Regions from separate parts of the Salmo salar genome. Here region 2 is linked to region 1. Evidence: chromatin contacts called from public Hi-C data. All regions are on one chromosome and are shown on one strand. Each heading gives the region's core, a stretch centred on a gene start, on an enhancer-like site or on the middle of the called end of the contact. The rest is flanking DNA. Distances are from core to core; before and after follow the strand shown.

The links. Hi-C and Micro-C count contacts between places; a contact is called where the count stands out from the background.
Region 2: a Hi-C map of gill shows a contact between it and region 1, with 5 times the contacts expected there. The contact joins the enhancer-like site here to the promoter of LOC106613785 in region 1. A contact is called at or near these places in 3 of 3 Hi-C or Micro-C datasets (blood, gill and muscle).

Annotation. Positions count from the first base shown.
Region 1 is chrssa10:22,507,416-22,512,886 of Ssal_v3.1, forward strand. LOC106613785 (single stranded DNA binding protein 4) reads right to left here and starts at 2,323. Exons shown (of 18, transcript XM_045687512.1): 1 at 2,054-2,323. The coding sequence starts at 2,109.
Region 2 is chrssa10:22,575,955-22,581,425 of Ssal_v3.1, forward strand. No RefSeq gene overlaps it. Among protein-coding and RNA genes, the nearest start is that of LOC106613787, 15 kb to the right of the region's middle. Within about 2 kb of position 2,702, at least 6 of the 13 cell types and tissues checked have an H3K27ac peak or open chromatin away from gene starts, as enhancers often do. A contact at or near this core is called in gill, where this site is marked.

The DNA of each region.
Region 1 (5,471 bases), core at 1,073-3,572:
CAGAACACACACATGCAGAGGATGGTGCCAGAGGGTTCACTGCATAAACTGATGCCAATCAATCAAATAACTTCATTTTTCTTGTGAGTGAAACATACAACAAGGCAAAGGACATACGGGACAACTGTATCGTCATTTAACTTCAAGGTAAAATGTAAAGGGATGGGGTGGAGGGAATATTGTTCTGTCACAACTACTGTATGTCTCTGTATTACTAAGTGAGGAAATATTCAGTCAACACTACATTTTAAGAGCACTTGTGTCTACTGGATCTGCCTTTGATTGTAAACAAATAAGATGCATATGTAGGAATCCACAAGTTTTTAAAAGGATTCCCTATAATAAAATCAGGGAATATATGGGCATCACATGCCCATTCAAAATGCATTATTCTTGCTGTATTGGTACATGAACCACATGGAATTGTTTTCAGTTAGGATTCATACTCCCTCAGCACACAATGCTGCCTCCGTTTGTCAATACACAGGAAAGATTTTCTCTAACGGAGAGAATATGCCATTTACTTCACACATTCAAATTTGGGTGAAATTAAGACACATAACTGAAGCCTACAAGTAATACTCATCATGATGAGCCCCACACTGTCAGCAATAGGATGAATGCAACTTAGGCAAGTCAATTTAAATATTTTTCAATGAACACTAACTACATAATATAATTCTAACATCCGGCTGAGCATCAAACACCCCAAAAGTTTGAAAATAGGTTATTTTTAAAAAGTATTTATTCATACATGAGGGAAAAAAAAGCAAAATGCGATAGCGTAGCTATCCAGTTGCCTTGATCTAATCGTATTCACAGTATTGACTGTGATCTTGGGACAAGAAACTCTGTTCATAATTGTGTCAGTCATCGGTTACACAGTCTGTGAAGGGTAAATATGTAACAAAGTGTTTCTCATATCACAACCTTCTTGGAATCATGCTGTTCCATGAAGGAAGCGGTGCTACTCTTATCAGAATCCCTACACAATAGTTTGTGTAGCATAAAAAGCAAAAAAGTACATAAGATGTAGCCTTCATGTAAAGCACTGGTTTAAATCTGAGTCTCCATTTATGATCAAAACCGTTCATCTGACATTTTAAAAGTTGTGGCAGTTTCTCTGCTTACCCCTAAAGAGGATAAAAGAGTCGTTTGAACTCTGATATAGCAGTTATTATTATTCAAAGCATCATAATGAGACAATATTTCATCAAAAGGATTGAGATCATTGTTAGTCCTAGGTTTTTAAAACATGTATCAGTTCGATATAGTCTAAAAATGTTACAGTAACACTCCAACATAGATGATACATTGCTTATACCATGCTTAAAAAAAGTTTACGTATGTATAAACTTCCTTTACCATGGAGTGGAGTTTAGTCTGCTGATGTTGGTATAAGTAAAGTTTAATTTAACAGACAAGACAAAGTCCTCGTCATTTGCTCAAGTGGGATGTCCTGTACAAGTCCTTAATAAACACGAATATGGCAAGAAAACATGTAGCATAGACGTCTAGAAGATATCTAGTAGACCTTCTGTACGGGTCGATTGCATTTTGAAAAGTCCCTCGTAACACGTCTCAAAACTTTACACATTCAAACAATGTGAGAGTCAGCGTCCATGCAACTCCATCTAGAAAGACATTAGACGTATTCCATATTTTAAAACAGAACCTCAAGAGAAAATCTTTTTTCGCAGTAGCAATACTGTAACTTCATGCAATCGCTGCATGCGCGCTACATTGTATCTTTAAATTCCAGAAAGCGACACATTTGTAACCCCAAATGAAACATAACTACAAAAGACGAACAACTCTTCCGTGCGTTGCGTTCACAACGTGCGAGAATTTTGTAATAAATATCATCTAAAAGAACGAGAAAGTGCAACTAACAAGAAAAAAAGTTAAAGAGACGTACCACGGCAGGGGTAAACAACACTCAGGAGAGCGAGCGAGTACTGTACACACCTTTAAATTATGGTAGCTATAGTTTAGAAAGTTGGAACTTCCTTTTAACCATGTAAAACTCTTAAATGGTGCATAATTCACTTACTTTTCTCTCGCTTGACTATCGGAAGGGACGACAGCTCCTTTACCTTTGGCGTACATGCTGGATTCTGTTTTAAGACTTTTACCCCTCTCAACACCTGTCAAAGAAAGCAGCCAGGAAAACGTTCTATCTCCATAGCTACCCCTTTAGTGTTTTTCCTCCCCCCTCCTTTTTTTTTTTTTTTTTTACATCTCCAACATTGGCCACAAATCAGGCACAGTTTCTATTGGGGGGACTTGAAACAGACCGCTGGTGGATTTTTTTTCCCCTCTTAACCGCTGTTCGAGAATGTATTCTTACTCCCTCCGCTATGGAATGGTAGGGGCTTCTTAAAGGGGAACGCACACTCTTCTTGTTTACTGACCTCAGAAACATGTAAGAGATTGAGATATGAAAAACAGACTAACTGAAGCCCTCAGTTTAAGGCCTTCGTACTTGCTTGAATATAAATGTTCAAAATGGCAATTTTGTCTGACCATGATACAAAAAGTATTTACTTTATAGATGTCTCTTTTTTCTACCAGGTTACAATGAATGGACTGAACTGAATAATGTACCCATTAGAGAGCTCTCAGCATTACAATTCTGACTGGGAAAAAAGGAGACTTCTATGGGTAACATACGTAAGACATGTATCATCATAATCAATACAAATAAATATCTAGGTTTCGCAATGAATAACTACGATTCAGAAGAGAACATGTCTAAGAAAACTGGGTAGGCCATAGCAAGCTTTATTTTGAGAGGCCACTCACTCAGACCTATACAGACTTCTTAAATGTCCAGTCCCTGAAAGAGAAACAAATGGATTGTGCTCACTAACTGGGAGAGTACATGAGCTTTGTGTACTACATTTCACTGTCAGCTGATGGTTTACATTTCTCAGATCATACATTCAAAAGGGCTCTACTGGATTGACCAAAGTCTCAAGGCCATTTTCGCTGCACTCCAACGTTGACTTAATTTACTGAGCAGTTCTAGGGAGGTGAGGGGCTGGACAAATACATTTCACGGTAGCTAATTGAATTATACAAATAGCCAAACTGACCATTGTGTGAAAGGCTACTGCCAGCATTAAAACATATCAAAATAATGAGTCAGTCTCCCCAAAATGTATCAGTTTAAGTATTGTGCATCACAACTGAGTCACAGATTTGTAATATATTTTACTGAGGATGTAAATATGCCTGTTGTTGGGCATATTAGGTTTCTCCATTGTGTAAAAGCATTATTTAAACTGCCTCTTTAAGAACATCACGTGTGTGATGACATGCAAGAGATCAGACATTCATTAATTGCTATGATCATTGATCTTCTGAAGAAGCTATTCCTTTTCCTTTCTTTCTGTGCCCCCAAATGTTCGAATATAGCCTACTAGCAAAGATTGTAAAGTATGAAGATGCCTAGAAATTGCTTTTCCAAAATAAATCCCTGATCAAGCTTGTAGGTGATGTCATGGCGAGTTGGTTAGCTAAGCTCATGCCAGAAACATGTCATCGGTCTCTAGATCTTCTCGCGCCGAACTGCGCATGTGTAGGCCATCAAATCAAAGGCACTTCTTCGATATCAAGTTGTTTTTGATGAAAACGTGTCAGTTTGTTACTTTCACTAAGTTGGCGTAATAACATGTACAGCTACTTTAGGCATTGACTCAAATCTAGGTGTGCCTTTAAATCTCGAGCAAATTAACAACTAAGGAAGAATTTTTCACTTCTCCCAGTGACTTCCCAAACCTCTGTCTGGTCTGTCGAGTCTGCTTCGAGAAGTGTTGAGCTGTTGATACTCTGGGTTTAGAAACTCTATACTTCTAGTAAAGTTAGCAGGTTGTTAGCTAGCTAGGTAACATGACTGAACAAGAAGTAAACAAATGGCCAGCAAGTTGTTTTAGAACAGCCCTTTTAAACAGGTTAATACTCGCAAGGCCGCGTGACCAGACAGAATACCCAGACGCATCCTCAGAGCATGCGCAGACCAGCTGGCAAGCATCTTCATTGACATTTTCAACCTCTCCTTGTCCCAGTCTGCAATCACAAGATGTTTCAAGCTGACCACACTTGTTCTTTTTCCCAAGAACTCTAAGGTAACCTACCTAAATGACAATAGCCCTGTAGCACCCACATCTGAAATTATGAAGTACTTTGAGCATCATGGTTAAGGGCCTGTAAGTAAGCATTTCACGGTAAGGTTGTATTCGGCGCATGTGACAAATACAATTTGATTTGATTTGACATCAACAACATCATCCCAGATACCCTGGACCCACTCTAATTTGGATACTGCCTTGCATAGGAACCCTGGGACTGAACACCTCCCTCTGCAACTGAATCCTGGACTTCCTAATGGGCCGATCCCAGGTGGTGAAGGTAGGCAACAGCACCTCCGCCACGCTGATCCTCAACAAGGGGGGTGTGCTTAGCCCCCTCCTGTACTCCTTGTTCACCCATGACTGCGTGGCCACGCACGATTCCAACACCATCAAGTTTGCTGACGACACAACGGGGTTAGGCCTGAACACCGACAGCGACGAGACAATCTACAGGGAGGAGGTCAGAGATCTGTCAGTGTGGTGCCGGGACAAAAATCTCTTCCTCAACATCAGAAAGACCAAGGAGCTGATCGTGGACTACAGGAAACAGGGTGTGTGGGGGGGGTGGCATGACCCCTGAAGAGATTTGGCATGGGCCCTCAGATCCTCACCAATCCATCACAGCCTGGTATGGCAACTGCACCGCCCTCGACCACAAGAGTGTGGTGCGGATGGCCCAGTGCATCATTGGAGCCGAGTTCCCAGCCGTCCAGGACATTTATACCAGGTGGTGTCTGAGGAAGGCCTGGAAAATTGCCAAAGACTTCAGCCACACCAGCCATGGACTGTTCTCTCTGTATGTGGTTGTGTGACGCCACACACACAACCACATACCCACACACCTACACACACACCATCACATGTACACACACACACACACACACACACACACACACACACACACACACACACACACACACACACACACACACACACACACACAATTACATATACAGTAAATGCTGCTGCTACAATTATTATTATTATTATCATTATTTATCCTGCTGCTCAGTCACTTTTACCCTTGCCCACATGTACATACAGTGGCTTGCGAAAGTATTCACCCCCCTTGGCATTTTCTCTATTTTGTTGCCTTACAACCTGGAATTAAAATATATTTTTGGGGGGTTTGTATCATTTGATTTACACACACACTTTGAAGATGCAAAATATTTTTTATTGTGAAACAAACAACAAATAAGACTAAAAAACAGAAAACTTGAGCGTGCATAACTATTCACCCCCCCAAAGTCAATACTTTGTAGAGCCACCTTTTGCAGCAATTACAGCTACAAGTCTCTTGGGGTATGTCTCTATAAGCTTGGCACATCTAGC
Region 2 (5,471 bases), core at 1,452-3,951, 69 kb after region 1:
ACTACGTCCTCACGGTCTTTGTAAGTTTTGTTGTTTTGTTTTGTTAGTTTCACTTAAATAAATATGTGGAACTATACTCACGCTGCGCCTTGGTCTGCTCATTTCCAAGACCGTGACAGAAGGATACAGTATATACATATAAGACGAGTAACGCAAGATATGTAAACATTCTTAAAGTGGCATTATTAAAGTGACTAGTGTTCCATTTATTAAAGTGATATCAAGTCTGTAGGTAGGCAGCCACCTCTCTTTGATAGTGGTGGCTGTTTAACAATCTGATGGCCTTGAGATAGAAGCTGTTTTTCAATCTCTCTGTCCCAGCTTTGATGCACCTGTACTGACCTCGCATTCTGAATGGAAGCGGGGTGAACAGGTAATGGCTCGGGTGGTTATCGTCCTTGATGATCTTTTTTGCCTTCCTGTGACATTGTTGTAGGTGTCCTGGAGAGCAGGTAGTTTGCCTCTGGTGATGCGTTGTGCAGGCCGCACCACCCTCTGGAGAGCCCTGCGGTTGTGGGCGGTGCAGTTGCCTTACCAGGCGGTGATACAGCCCAACAGGATGCTCTCAATTGTGCACCTGTAAAAGTTTTCGGTGACAAGTCAACATTTTTCGGCCTCCTGAGGTTGAAGAGGTGCTGTTGCGCCTTCTTCCCCACACTGTCGGTGATATGTACACCGAGGAACTTAAAACTTTCCACCTTCCATTTTCTCCACTGCTGTCCTGTCGATGTGGATAGGGGAGTGCTCCCTTTACTGTTTCCTGAAGTCCACGATCATCTCTTTTGTTTTGCTGACTTTGAGTGAGAGGTTATTTTCCTGACACCACACTCCGAGGGCCCTCACCTCCTCCCTGTAGGTGTAACAGTATAGCTTCCGTCCCTCTCCTCGTCCCTACCTGGGCTCGAACCAGGTACCCTCTGCACACATAAACAACTGCCTCCCACGAAGCATCGTTACCCATCGCTCCACAAAAGCCACAGCCCTTGCAGAGCAAGGGAAACCACTACTTCAAGGTCTCAGAGCGAGTGACGTCATCGATTGAAACGCTATTAGCGCCCACCCCGCTAACTAGCTAGCCATTTCACACCGGTTACATTGGGTGTCTCGTCGTTGTTGGTAATCAAGCCTACCACTATTGTGTCGTCTGCAAACTTGATGATTTAGTAGGAGGCGTGCATGGCCATGCAGTCGTGGGTGAACAGGGAGTACAGGAGAGGGCTGAGAACGCACCCCTGTGGGGCCCCAGTGTTGAGTGGAGATGTTGTTTTCTACCTTCACCACCTGGGGGCGGAAGTCCAGGCCCCAGCTGCACAGGGCGGGGTCGAGACCCAGGGTCTCAAGCTTAATGATGAGTTTAGAGGGTACTATCGTGTTGAATGCTGAGCTGTAGTCGATGAACAGCATTCTTACATGGGTATTCCTCTTGTCCAGATGGTATCGGACAGTGTGCAGTGTGATGGCGATTGCATCGTCTGTGGACCTATTGGGGTGGTAAGCAAATTGGAGTGGGTCTGGGGTAACAGGTAGGGTGGAGGTGATATGATCCTTGACTAGTCTCTCAAAGCACTTCATGATGACAGAAGTGAGTGCTACGGGGCGATAGTCATTTAGTTCAGTTACCTTTGCATTCTTGGGAACAGGAACAATGGTGGCCATCTTGAAACATGTGGGGACAGCAGACTGGGATAGGGATTGATTGAATATGTCCGTAAACACACCAGCCAGCTGGTCTGCGCATGCTCTGAGGACGTGGCTAGGGATGCCGTCTGGGCCAGCAGCCTTGTGAGGGTTAACACGTTTAAATGTTTTACTCACGTCGGCCACTGAGAAGGAGAGCCCACAAAAGCTCACAAAGAAGTTGTTTAATTTGTCTGGGAGCAAGAGGTCGATGTCCGTGACGGAGCTGGTTTTCTTTTTGTAATCTGTGATTGGCTGTAGACCCTGCCACATACGTCTCGTGTTTAAGCCGTTGAATTTATACTATCAGTGTATAAACACAGAGGGCATAGGTTATTATGTTCAATAGGTTATTATATTCAATAGGTTATTATGTTCAATAGGTTATTGTGTTCAATAGGTTATTGTGTTCAATAGGTTATTATGTTCAATAGGTTATTATGTTCAATGGGTTATTCTTATGATTACAGGATGGCAGCTCTTTTCTTATGCTGATTATAAACTCTCACAATGTGTTCAATAATTTGATGGTAGGCTATATAGGAACAAAATCATACTTATGGGCTTTAATGTTTGGACCATTTTTTCTCTGTAAAATCGAGACTGCACACTATTCTATAATTCCCCCTTATCAGCTAAAGGCTTTAGTTATTTACTTTAAAATTGACTAATTTCTTATTCCAGCGGAGGGAGGAATGGACGCTGACTTGAACAGCTGCTTCATGACCCAAAAAACTGTCAGTCTTTCCCTGGAATAAATTGTGGAACGTTCCATTTTTCGATGCGGGGTACAGAAGCTATGAGGAAAAAGAAACATGAGAGATAACCATTTAAAACATTATTACTTTGGCCATCAGTAAAACAAAATTAGGTTTATAACATAATTATTAAATTGTTTATTATCCCGATATGATTTGTTGGTCATAAACGAAGAGATAGACTTTAGATTACTAATACACACCCCGCTCAAAAAAGCGCAGATTCGAGTAGGCTCATAGTAGAATCAATTCACAGAGAGGGTAGCTTGAAACCGTCAACTCATGCCTGTGCGCCGAGTTTGGAGAGTGGCGTGTCGGGCAGCTTGGAGTTTAATAGTCCGAGTAGCATCCGTACAATGTAGTCTGTCTATCCATACGTATGTACATGCGTGTAAGAGTTCAAATCTAATAGGAATTGTAATTGTTTAAAACAGATGTTTAGCCTATGCTGTAGGAAGAAGAGCGCAAATACGGGTTCAAATTAAACTGGATTTGATGTTGCCAAACTATCTTGTCATAACTTTATTGATTGTGTGTGTGAAAGAGAGAGAGATAGATGTGTTCCTAACTGTCCCTGTAAATTTTACTTTGTACGAACTTTGTAAAAATACTGAATAGTCTATCGTCAGACAATACTCATCTTTGCAGTACTAGGACATATTATATAGTAGCCTAATACCCATTTAGCCTATGTTGACAGATTTGACTACAGCTCACAGGCCTGATTTGCACCTGTGTAAGGCCACAATTGAAATGTATACAATGTCTCAGTTTATTTGAATTGGAACAGACAGAATGTGTCCACCAAACTATTCAGTCACAGATGTGAATAGTTACATAGCAATTTCAATGTATCACTCTCCGTAAAAACTGTTCCTCACTCAGCTATTGATTATAGCCCACACTTAATTATGGAAAACAATCCCCCTAAGTTGTACCCATGAGAGACCTGTCAGGAGCTGTTACTAGGGTCAGGAGTTTTCCCTGTGAACTGACCATGAAAAACTCCTGGCCCCTTATTATTACCCATATTATCCGTGAGGTCACGTCAGTCCCAAAACAAGACTGTATTCTGTGTTTGGATGTCTCATACACTCACCAAGTATCATCATCTATCCCTGGAATTATCTTGTCAATTAAATACCTTACAGTAGTACACCTACAATGAAAGTGTATTATCCATTTCAGTTTGGTTTACTTTTGAATCGGTTGTCTGTCAAGTGATGTTGTTTTCTTGACCACAGTGCTTTAACTACACAGGCAAGTGGAGTCTCCTCAACACGGGCCTTTTGTGTTACATTGTAATTACATTGTAGATCCAACGACCATTTAGGAGTAAATATAATCTTTCAAATATAACTATAGCCATCAAATCTAGCCAGATGTCATTGCCTGTCTTCACAGGATACCAGTAGAAACAACATAATCCACTGTAAATATCAAACTTCACACAGCTATTGAGTCGGCCACCCAGTGGCTGTGGCCTGTCTTGACCTGATGAGAGAGATTGTTTTTATTTTGTCATAAGTTTTGCTCTAATATGGAGGCAGCGCCCATCCTTGCATTAGGAGCAGAGGTTCTCTGAAACCTATTGACTGTTTTGATATAGCTTAACTATTTCCTTTTTATGATCACAAGTTAGTTTGCATGGAGTTATCAATGCCGAGTTTAGACAGAGCTGGATTCCTGAGCTTCTCCTCAGTCTCAATCAACACAAAACACAAAAGCATCAGCCAGAACACGATGAAGATGGAAAACTACAGAATACCCTCGCAATCGACTAAACAACAAACGCTACACAATCTCCCAAATGTCACACAAAGCATGACCACATGGCTCACGCATCCCTCCCCTCAATCTGTCTCTACGTCCACCTCTCTCTGTATCTCTCTTTATCTCTCCCTCCTTCCCTTCTCATTATTCTGTTGGTTTCTCCAGTCCTGTCCAGTGGTGCTGTGTGTGTGCGGTGGTGGGCTGTGCTGTTTAATGCACTGCAGGTTGGCTCCAGCAGCAGCAGGTTTGACCAGATAAGAGAGCAGCTCTGCCTTCATTCTGATGGGGGAGAGGAGAAGAGAGGATTAGAAAGAGGAGAGAGGAGAGGAGAGGAAAGGAAAGGAGAAGAGAGAGGAGAGGAGGGGTGGGGAGAGGAGAGGAGAAAGAGAGCCTGTGGAAGAAGCCTAGTGCCTCCAACCCCTAGGAACTAAGGCAAGGAGCTGCGCTCAAACCTGGATCTGTGGCTCCCCCTGTGTCTGACTCACAGTAATGCAGACACTAGAGTGGATCATTTTAGAGCTCATGTTTGGGTAAGACGCCAGTGCCACCACCAAGTTGGTAGCCTGGCGTGCCAGGCTTGTAGGCACTGTCGTCAGACACACAGCTGTTAGTGAAGACTAACAAGGCAGTGCTCCATGTTAATTGAACCAACATGGATTTGTACAACCCAAACAGCTTTTCACCCCCTATTAGACAGACAGGCAGACATAAACAACCGGCTGCTCATGGATGTTGAATTAGGTACAACTGTAGAGGGTATTATTTCCGTGAGATCACATTTCACAGTTTCAAACGATTGTAAGGCAGAAACCCATAAAAATCACAGATTACCTCTCTATGTCAACAGACACAGGGAAGCCAGCAAAATGTATTTTCATTAAAGTCTATTTCACAAATTAAAAGAACACCCAACTTCTTTCTTGTGTTGTTTCTCTTCATCAATGCCCACGCAGAAACCTGGATATTTTTAGCCAGATCAGATACCCTGTGCGCCCACCAAAGAGCGTTTTCTGGCATGAGGCATCAGCGCCTGTGATCTCTGTGTCCTCCCCTTCACCAGGCCTAGTCATCTGACATTGTTATCAATGGGAGCCCAGCTGCAGCCCGCCTCATTCATTCCAGATATAGCGCGGATGGTTCACGTTATTGGAGTGGCGGTACAATGGGATGCAGGGTTTAGTCTGTAGAGCCCCTGAACATATGGGAGACAATCAGCACATTGAGGCAGCTCTCAGCCCCGGTGTGCCGCTGAATGGGAGTCGG